Linked DNA regions of Ovis aries: region 1 is linked to region 2. Evidence: chromatin contacts called from public Hi-C data. All regions are on one chromosome and are shown on one strand. Each heading gives the region's core, a stretch centred on a gene start, on an enhancer-like site or on the middle of the called end of the contact. The rest is flanking DNA. Distances are from core to core; before and after follow the strand shown.

Region 1 (5,346 bases), core at 1,902-4,401, 190 kb before region 2:
ATATGGAAAAAATTTGGGATTATCCTTTGTTTCTATTTATCTAAGCTAAACTTGTTCTTCCATTGCTGTGGGAAAAAAAATTAAAAGTTGCCTGTATTGCATGTGGCAGTTTGCAACTTGCTTTTTAACAAAAATCTGTATGGTTTTTTTTACTCATAGAACAAGAAAATAATTCAACACTTTTTATAAAAAGTATAGGTTTTCAACATTGAATATACTGATTTCATGGAAATATAAATAACTACAAACTATACAGCCACTTTCTAAAGTGCATCATCAAATGTGAGCTAAGAATGATAACCTCTATGGATTTTTGCATTTCTACAGCATTTTTTAAGGAAAGGAATAGGAAGGAGGAGGAACAAACATTGAAAAGAAAGACTAAAACTCCTATAATCAGAAGGAAAAATAAAAGAGAGAAAATAATAAATTGATAAGAATACATTTGATACCTACCTCCATCAAGCAGTTGAAATGTCAAACATTCAATACATCTGAGTGACATAACAATTTGGATAAAGGGAACATAGAACATAATGGGAGCTATCCAAACACTTTTTTTGATAGGCATATCTTTTGCTTTGATTCTTTCTTTCTGAAGGGATTTTAAATGCTTGAAAAGTTAGTTCTTTATCTTTCCTGCCTTGGAATTCTAACATAGTGCCATTCATTCTAAGAGCACTCGACTGTTAACTACAACCACCACTGCCAACATGTCCTTAGTTTCAAAGAACGAACCAGGAGAGCCAGCAATATCTTTAAAATTCAAACCAATGCCAACTCTTCTCCTATAGTTTTAATAGTTTTAAATCTAACCATACCCCATTAGTCAAACACTTGAGTAAAACGAAATGTGAATAAAACTGCTGATCTCACTTATTCTTTAAAACTTCTCTACAAAAAAAAATATTTTAATTAGTCAGCCATAAAACATTAACTACTTTTCTTCAAATGGCTAGTTTAAAAAGAAAACTGGAAAACATTGGTTCACTTGTTTCATTTCTTTAAAGTATATCTCATTATAGATACTTATATTTCCTCATAGCCATACCTCTTGAAAATACAGTATAAGCCAAGTTTGTCACTACTAGAAGTTTAATGTTTTAATAGTTGTTCTTAATATTTCATGTTTTAATATGTGATTTACTTCAATAATGTGAGATACTGAAAATGTCAAGATTATTTTTGAAATGCTAATTTCAGATATTATGTATTATCTGACTACAGAGCAGAGAAATGGCTAAAGTATATATGAAGTTAGCAATGGCAGATAACTTAAGTATTATTTAATCCTGAGCTTTCAATTAAATTACACAAGTAAGGGCTACATGAAATACTTGTAATCCATGGGGATCAGAAAATAGAGTCTCATAACCTATATATCATACTATCTGCAAATTACGCCTGTGGATCCAGATTACAAACTGTCTACTGTGGAGCTGTCAAGCTTTAAAAGCATGTATCCAGGGGGTCTATGCTTTACTTCTTAAACTCAAAAATTCAGACCTAAAATATCCTGAAAATGGTGACTTCTCTCTTTAGAGTTATGATAAACAGTTCTCTAACCTGGTAAAATAATATTCTAAGCAAGGAATCCCAGCATGGTAACAACAAACATGTTAACTGTCTTAAAATAAAATCAGCACTCACTTGAAACTCTCATAGAATGGAATAAAAGCTGCCTTGACTCAGTCCCTAAGGTTCTTTCAGTATATCCCACAATGGTACCCATTAACAAGCATTTCTTAGAGTAAATCACTACCCCACAACAAATGCAGTCATCGTAACACTGAAATCATGTTCACAAAACATGTCTGCATTCATACACTGTTAATTTTATTTTCTCTAACAGCATATTAAGAGATTTAGTCTCACAGTGCTCTAACAGTAACTACATATAATGCCACATTTTAAATATTGCTTTAAGAGTTAAAATAAGCAAATTGTATCATAGGCATCTAAGAGAAACTTTTAACCCACTTTTTCATGACCAATATTGAAAGATACTTAAACTAAAAATTTTAGATCAAAATTCAATATTCAGAATTCTGATGTACACATGACAAAGTGAATAACGGGAAGAATTTCAGAGCATCAGGATAGGTAAAATTTTTGCTACCCCAGAAAAGGATTTATTTTCTACGTTGTGCAGAAATATATGTTTTTATTGGCCCCTAGCGAAAATATACATCTCCCATATTAGATAACGAAGTAGCAGTGGATTTGTAACAGCCTTGAAGAATGCATCTTTAATTCCTAAGTTCCTACAAACGGTCACTCAAGACTGAAAAGGGGAAGATGGGGGTGCAAATACGAAATACTGTACATTCATCGTCACAGGAAGCTGGACTTTAACACATCCTTCCTTTTGTGTTGTAACACGTTACTCAGGCTGAAGACAAGTGGTCATTTGAGAGTCAGGCCCCCTTTTAAAGTCTCAAATATGGGTGGGCTGAATGTTCAAGAAAATGGGAGTTTTAGAAATGACAAACCCTGTGGTCCCATAACCCCTAACTCCTAACCTCTGTAGCTCAGAAATCTCTTTCTCTTCCATCGGCCAAGGGACCAAAGAACTAGTTCTTTGACCTCTCTCCTTCCTCATCTCTCTGTGACACACACACACAGTCTTCAAGGTACCCTGATCGCGCGCGCGCACACACACACACAATCTTCACGATACCCTGATCGCATTAGTAAAGCCCACCAAGAAGGGCTTCCCTACCATCCTCGCACCAAATTTCCACACACACGCCCACTCCCATTCTCACATCCCACTTCCCCACTCCCAGTCCCGTTCCCACTGGGCAGGAGGCGTGCAGAGAGCCAGGAGGGAGGGTAGAGACTCCGAATGCTTCTGTCCCCGCCGGCTCGCCGTCCCCGCGCCCCCGCCCCCGCCACATTACCCGCCCCCTTCCCGCTTTTTACCTGCCAACAGGTTCTTAATTTCCTCGGGGAGGGGGTAGGGAGAGGAGGTGCTGCTGGGGTTGGGCATGTTAGGGAGCTCGGGGCGTGAGGGGAAAGGACCTGTGCTGAAAGGGGAACCGACCCGCTAGGGTTGCGGCTGCGATCTAGACTCGGACTATCCCGGTAAGGACAGCGGGGCTAAGAGTCCGGACACTGCCAAGGCGAGGCTCATAACAAGGAAGTCACTGAAGCCCCAGCCACAGCTGCTGGACTCTCGGCCCAGCCCCGCCCGGCAATTCGGGGCGGGGAGGTGGGAGGGGCGGGGGGCGGGGAAGGGGTCCGAAGGGCCTGAGGGGCCTTAACTGCGCATGTGTAATCCCTAGGTTTTCCCTGCCTCCGAGAAGAGCCTCAGGGCAGGCCACACCCACCGCTACGTGGAGCGGGAGGAGCGGCTGGTGGGAAAGAGCGGACTGGGGCTGCATCACCTGATTCCGCGCCCGAAGCGCTTTGCGGCCATTTTGGTCACTGGTAGCGGCGCAAGTGCTGACCATTTCTGCACGGTCCCAGAAAATAAGGACTCTGCGGTGCGTCCAGGTTTTCCGATTGAGAGACTTTCTGGTTTTAATCAGTCCCGCCAAGGTTTAACACTTTGCGCAGCACCCCAGATGAAATTTTCGACCGCCCTAAACTATTGAGGCCTTCTTTGTCCGATTGCATGATGGCATCAAAGTCCCATCTTCCGCCAGTCTTCCCTGAGAGGCCTGTCCGGAGCTGCTCCAGAGAGCGCTCCGATTGGCTCTTACACTACGTAATTCAGATTTGGAGGGTGACCGATCTCCCGTACTAGGAAGCGCAGAGAGTTCTAGTTACAAACAGAAATAGATAGCACTGTCCACCTATAAGCATCAAAGAGAAAATTGCTATAATTCCATTAAAACGGAATTATAAAATGTTTTCATTGCAACCTGATCGTTTAATCATCAGATATGTACTGAGTATAATCTCAGCAAACTTACTGAGTTTAATCATCAGCTACTTACTGTCTTCTAGCTCTAAATCTTCTTACAGATTTTCTCTAAAACAGTGTGTGTGTGTGTGTCTGTGTGTGTGTGTCTGTGTGTGTAGAAGAAAAATATTTTTTTTCTTCAGATAGGAAACGGAAGATTTTATTGTGGCTCCAATCGCAATATAAATTGTTTATTCCTCTACCGTCCAACCTTCACTATATCAATGGTCCTTAAACTTTAGTTTGCGTTAGAATCACAGACAGAACCTATTACAATGCAGTCTCAAAAGTCCCGCTCCCAGAAATTCTGATTCTGTTTAGGATGGAACTTGATTGATTGCATTTTAAACAAGCCCCGTTGGTGATTCTGCTACTATACACCCTGAGGTTTTATTTTGAGAATCACTTTACTACCTTTGAGCTCCTATAGGACACAAAATGTGTCATAACTTACCTTTCATCTGCACCTGGAACCCACAACCTGACACAGAGTAATGGCTCTATTAATATTTCACACCAAGTAAATCTCACACAGTAATAAAAAGTAGTCAAATACAAGTCATTTGTGTATAATTCTCTAAGAAATACACCAAACACTAACTGTGAAAAGTGAAAGTTGCTCAGTCCTGTCCAACTCTTTGCAACCCCATATAGTCTAGGCCAGAATACTGGAGTGGGTAGCCTTTCCCTTCTTCAGGGGATCTTCCCAACCCAGGAATTGAACTGGGGTCTCCTGCATTGCAGGTGGATTCTTTACCAACTGAGCTATCAGAACACTAACTGTAAAAGGAAAAATTAAAACATTTTGGAGTTCTCTCAAAACAAAAACCAACACAAAAACTTTAGAATTGTAGTATAACATGCAAAATAACAAAGACACCCCAAAATGGAACCTGAAATTCCTATTCAGAACTGTGATGAATTATAGAAAAACTGTTGAAAATCAGAATTCTTTTTGGTGGAGGTAAAAGTGGATAAAAAGTTATTTTACAACATAAGTCCTCCAACTTCAAAGAATTGAGAATTTTTTGTGTGTGTGTGTGTGTGTGTTTTTTATTTTTTTATTTTATTTTTTTTTTAATTTTAGTTTTTTATTTTTTAAATTTTAAAATCTTTAATTCTTACATGCATTCCCAAACATGAACCCCCCTCCCACCTCCCTCCCCATAACAACTTTCTGGGTCATCCCCATGCACCAGCCCCAAGCATGCTGCATCCTGCGTCAGACATAGACTGGCGATTCAATTCACATGATAGTATACATGTTAGAATGTCATTCTCCCAAATCATCCCACCCTCTCCCTCTCCCTCTGAGTCCAAAAGTCCGTTATACACATCTGTGTCTCTTTCCCTGTCTTGCATACAGGGTCGTCATTGCCATCTTCCTAAATTCCATATATATGTGTTAGTATACTGTATTGGTGTTTTTCTTTCTG
Region 2 (5,622 bases), core at 1,821-4,320:
CCACATGAAATGAGCCAACTTTGGAGAAACCAGCAAATTGTAGCCATGCTGAAGCATATCTCAAACTTGAATATATTTATTACAGACATCTTAAGACCCGTAAACTCTGCTCTGGATCACACCACCCCAGGATCCCAGAGCTGTTCATGATTGTACAGGAAATGGGAAATATCACAAAAGGATAACTGATAGAACTCAGTGTGGTACTTCAGGGACACCAAAACGTTGTGCGACATGCAAAAGACTATTCACGAATCACACAAAATATACATTCATTGTGCCATCCATCACATTAACAACTGAGCTGAAAATACATCATATCCAGCTAAGATAACTGTGGAAGGAAGAAGCTGGTTTGAATAATACTTTTAGGTCCCAGATAACCCAGCACAAATTTTAAATAGAGTGTGGCCAGAGAAACAAGAAAGGGTTGGGGATGGGGAGAGATTTAGCCCAGGAAGCAAGGTTTCTGACCCCTGTATTCTGCAGGCCTTCTTAACTCACTGAAGGAACAAACTGAGACTACCTTCTAAGGCATCTGATTGATTTTAAGTGAGAACTTTTATTCTTTAACCTATAATCACAAAGTTGTACCAGCTTTGAGAGTTTGCCCATCCTGTTTTAATCTAAACATTAATCTAAACATTTCTAGAAAATCTGTATAAAGATAAATCTTTCAGGACAAAGTATTTACAACCAGCAAACTCACACACATGGAATTAAATTAAGGGATGAATTAATCGTGTAAACACGCTCATAGAGAATCTCTTCCTCATGAGCTCTTGGACTCTCCTCTCTCTCCAGCCTACTTTCAGGGCAAAGTAGGAGAGAACTGTAAATATACAGATAGATAAAAGATGAGAGGCCTCCCTCTGATATATTTCTGCTGGCAAAGGAGACTATTTTCCAAAGGGCATCTGAAAGGAGCAGTAGGTTCATTCGAAATCTCTTAAAAGTAGGGGTGTTAGGGGCCATCAGAAAATTGATGCTGGCGCTCAAGCTGCATTAGGGAGCTAACACCCCTTTCCCCCCACCCCCACATCAAGTCTCTCATCTAGAATTCTCTGGAAACACATTATCCCCAGCCAGGAGTTCCCCAGATAGGATCAGAAAGGAAGAGAGAGAGATTGTAAATGGAAAGAAGATAAGCTAAGAATGTGCTTTGGGTAAGAAGTCCCAGTGTGAGGAGTAGCCCTGGCTGCTGAGTGGGGCTGGGGCAGCCTCAGTGGGAGGTAGGTAGAGTGTCTGAGGTAGAAGAACCCGGGGAAGGAACGCAGGGCGAGGAGCTGGACTTCTCTGAGGATTCCTCAGCCTTCTCCTCGCTTCCCGTCGGAGTGGCTGGAGAGATGGGCAAGAGACCCTCCTTCTCTCGTTTCTTCTGCTTCATTCGGCGGTTCTGGAACCAGATCTTCACCTGGGTCTCATTGAGCTGCAGGGACGCGGCAATTTCCACCCTGCGGGCGCGTGTCAGGTACTTGTTAAAGTGAAACTCCTTCTCCAGCTCCGTGAGCTGCTTAGTGGTGAAGTTGGTGCGCACCGCATTGGGCTGACCCACGTAGCCATACTCTCCAATTTTCCCTGGGGGCAATGAGAGGAAAAGGTAAAAATGTTTATAATCATATCAGATTCCCTACACGCTTCAGAGCAACCTTCAGGTAAAAGGGAGAATCAAGACTTTCTCAACCTAATCCGGGCTTGGGAGGGTGAGTGATGAGGTGTAAGGTGTTGAACTGAAGTCAACCATTAGCATGGTCAGACCATGATTAATGGAGCCTGGAGATATTAACAGAATGCTCTCCACACACACACACACCTACCCACTTCCTAAACCTCTAAAATTCAGCCCCTTTGGAAACAACAGTCCCAGATGCTCCTCTGCCCCCAAAGCACCTGGGGAATCTCTCCACACCCTATAACAGAAGTGGGAGGCAAGAACTTTTCTTAAGAAGAAAAAAAAAAAAAAAGATTAATTTTTCATGGAAACTAAGCATACCAGCTCCTTCCAGAATCATAAAGGAGCATTCATGGAATGGCAAGACTGACCTGTTTTGGGAGGGTTTCTTTTGACTTTCATCCAGTCAAAGGTCTGTGCTGGAGAAGAGGTCTCTGACGCAGGGGAGCGACAGGCTTCTTGGTGGCTGGCGTGGAGAGGGGACAAGGAGTTATTATACGTGGCCAGGGCCAGGCTCTGGTGCTCTTGTCCATATGAGTGGTGAATGTACTGAGGCGAGCCCACCGCGCCCCCGGCATAACCCTGGTGGTGGTGCTGATGCTGGACCATGGGAGATGAGAGGTTTCCAGAGTAAACAGCGGGAGCGCACGAGGGGTACCCACCACTTACTTCTGCTTCCTGATTTAACGTGTAAGGGCTGTAAGGCGCGCCGAAGTTCTGCGCGCCGTAGCTTGGACCACAACTCGAGTGGGAGTAGGACACTCCCAGGTTCCCAGAAGTCTGATAGGTTGTCGGCTGGGGGTGGTGATGGTGGTGGTGGTGGTGGGGCGGGCTGATCTGCACCCCCCTGCCCACTAGGAAGCGGTCGTCGCTGCCACAGCTGTTGGCACTGACCGCGCACGACTGGAAAGTTGTAATTCCGTGGTCGGAGGGGTAGGCTCGCGCTGAGCAGGTCCCCGAGTCGCCACCGCTGAGGATGGGGTATTCCAGGAAGGAGCTCATTCTTGCATTGTCCATCTGTCACTGAGTGACCGGGTCCTGCGAAGTCCTGGGTGACCGTGCCAACTTTCTCACTTCCTCCATGGGGCCCAAGAAGAAAAATGATATGAATGTACAGTGCGCAAGAGGGGGGGCGGGAGGGCGGAGGGCGCTACGGGAGGGGCACGTGATTCTATCAGCCAATGGCGGAGCCTCCTGAGAAAGTTTGTTGGCTCCTGCAGTGATGGATCACCGTTTCAGTGGCATTTAAATCCCCGGCGCTCCCCAGTCTAGGTGACGCGCAGTCGCCCCCCCAGGCAGCCTGGGCGGCAGCAGCAGCTGCGACGGCCGCAGGGGCAGAAGCGGAGCGCTAAGGCGAAGGGGAGCAGAAGCTGCTTTCTGCGCGCGCCAACTCCAATCGCCCTCCCCCCTCCGGGAGGTGGGGGCTGGAAGGCATCCCCCGTCACCGCCCCCCTCCCCACCGCGCCCAGAAAGATTAATTGGCAAAAGGTGAGAAGCACGAAGGGCTCCGCGGTCTCTCGGGCTGGGAATCAGTGGGGAGGAGGAGCTCGCTGGGCGGCCACTAGCACACTGGCCGAGCCCGGAAAGCCAGGAACTGAAAGGGTCGCTTTCCCGGCTTCCGTCCCTCCTATGGTTCCTTGAGGAGGACCGAGAACGGTGGCGTAGGACATGGTTAGGCCACCAGGTCTCCAAAGTCGGGAGGAAAGTACGCAGAGGGCTGGTTCGGAGGAACCCAAGTGGGCGTGGAGGGAACGAGGGCAAGAAAGGAAACTTCCCTTCCTCAAGGAGAGTCCTGAAGCCTCCTTTCCTCCCGCCTCCCCCGCCGCCTCCCCCACCCCCCCGCCGCACACACACCTCCCCATCCTCCCCACCCTCTGGCTATTAGTGTGGCAACCGGGAGCTTCTGTAATTCGACGCCCGGGAGAGAGGGTGAGCCTTGGGAGCTAGGCTTGCTGGCCAAGGCTAGGGGTGGCCCGGCTCTTCGCCCTCCCTCTCTCCTCGCTCTCCGCCCCTTTCTCCTCCCCACTTAGCTTTGCTCCGGGAGCCCTACGGGGAGCAACTCCGCCGCTGGATTTTGAGGGCTAGGAGGAGGGGAGAGAGAGATGACGATAGCGGACGTGGCCAGCGTGGGGGCCGGGCCCTGCGCTGCAGGCCATCTGCCGGCTCCCTAGGAACAAGGAGCCTGCAGGCTCCCATCCGGGCCTCAAAGGGTGAGACCACAGCTCCGGCGAAGTACGATGAACTCCTCTTCCCCACCCCCACCCACCCCCGCAAGGTTTCTTGTTTTCTGGAGGGGGACGTTAGAAGTGGTAGAGTCTCTTTTATCTACACCCTCCCATTCAAGTAGGGGTGGGAGCTGGCAGGTGGGAGGGGCGGGGGACAGATGGCTGATGGTGGACAGGACATTCTCTTCTTCCCCAGCAACACCTCCTCCCTTTTGTAACTGACTGTGTAGTTCCTTGTGTAAACCTGCAAGTCTACCCCTAGAGAGACACGTGCAAATCTGAGCGTCATCCCAGGACAGCGTTCCTGTTCTCCATCACCTTCCTCTTACCCCGATGCCCACGGGGTCGTTAACTGCTCTTTACTATTAGGCCTTGTGTCAGCCTTTGGCTTGTAGAGAGAAAAGGCCAAACAGAAGCCAAGAATTGATGCATTCTTAGGTAAAAGAAGTCCAGACATCATACAAGAATTTTGCAGCCAATGCTGTACAGATTTGACTCTGACCATGTTCACCATATGGGGATCCAACGGATCAAATTTATCTGATTGTGTGTGACTTTGGGGTTCCCACTCCCCTCCAGCTTTCCCTTCCCGGTTAAAAAAAGGAAGTTTTGCTTGAGGCAGGCACATTTCAGAGGTGTTAGCCTTTCAGGTGTCTGTGTCCTGTTCTCTACCTATACAAGTTCTCTCCTAATCTGTCTCCCCAAGAGGGAAAACGGACAGACATTTGACTGTGGATTCCCTCAGAAGCGAGGGCGCATTTTTTCCTAAACATTTCCTTTTGAAAGGTATTTTCCTGTGACCTGTGACCTATCCCCAATCACAGTTAAGAGGGAGGCCTGGAAAGGTCACTCCTGCCCCCCCCCCCATTTCAGCACCTGGAGAAGGGAAAAGGCAAGGAGGCCCTCCTGGAGGTGGCTTCCTTGGGAGTGCCAGGCGTCCAGCCAAGGGGGAGAGAAGGGGCTCTTGGGGGGAAGGAGACAGGACATGAGGGGGTCCAGGCTGGCTTTGCGGACGACCTGCTCTTCCAGCCGAAGCTCGTCAGTAGGCTCTGGCTCTTGCCTCACTCCTGTCCCTTTGTTGGCTTCCTCGGCCCGGGTCTGCACGACCCCCTCCGCCGCAGGGCTTACACCACAGTCACTCCAGTCTGCAACCTCTCTCCTTCCTCTGCTAGTTCTGGGCCTCTGAGCTCCTCTCCCTCCACCTCTCTTCTTCCCTCCGGGCTTCTTTTCGCGGCCTTCGTGGGCGGAATGTTTTTCTTGGGATCACACATAAGCTTTCGCTCGCACACAAGTACGCTGCACTGCGGCGGGCTACCGACCCGCCTCCGCGCACCGCTCCCGGAGGCAGGCTCCCGCGGCGGAGCCGACTCCGCCCAAGCTGGTCGCCCAGAGCGCCGCTCTCCCCGTGCGGCTCACAAAGGCAGCCTCCTCTGGCCTCGAGCCCGGGGGCTTCCGTCCCGGGCTCGTAGCGCGGTTCCTTCCCCACCCCCACGAAATCCCAGGGCTCATTCCGCCGGGTAGGAGACCCGAGGTCCGTGGGGCAAGTAGGCCAGCACCCCACGACTCGAGCCAAAGTCTCTTAAACCGCCCCTGAAGACTGGATGAAAGGCGAGCCCGGCCCCTTGCAAGCCGCTAGTTGGGCTCAAAGCGCCTTTCATGGCTCTACTAGAAAGGGAAGGAGCGAGGAAGAGACAAAACGCCGCCGAGGCTCGGAGCTGTTCATGG

Evidence for each region. A called contact is a pair of places that touch in the nucleus more often than the background predicts.
Region 1: a Hi-C map of muscle shows a contact between it and region 2, with 2.4 times the contacts expected there. The contact joins the promoter of SKAP2 here to the promoter of HOXA1 in region 2. A contact is called at or near these places in 2 of 16 Hi-C or Micro-C datasets (muscle and skin fibroblasts).

The regions. Positions count from the first base shown.
Region 1 is chr4:70,715,113-70,720,458 of ARS-UI_Ramb_v3.0, reverse strand. SKAP2 (src kinase associated phosphoprotein 2) reads right to left here and starts at 3,151. Exons shown (of 13, transcript XM_015095341.4): 1 at 2,926-3,151. The coding sequence starts at 2,992.
Region 2 is chr4:70,523,080-70,528,701 of ARS-UI_Ramb_v3.0, reverse strand. HOXA1 (homeobox A1) reads right to left here and starts at 3,070. Exons shown (of 2, transcript XM_012176900.5): 1 at 2,044-3,070; 2 at 61-1,578. The coding sequence starts at 2,689. The coding sequence ends at 1,223. It overlaps LOC105606593 (a long non-coding RNA gene), which reads left to right and starts at 3,009. Exons shown (of 2, transcript XR_001039955.4): 1 at 3,009-3,160.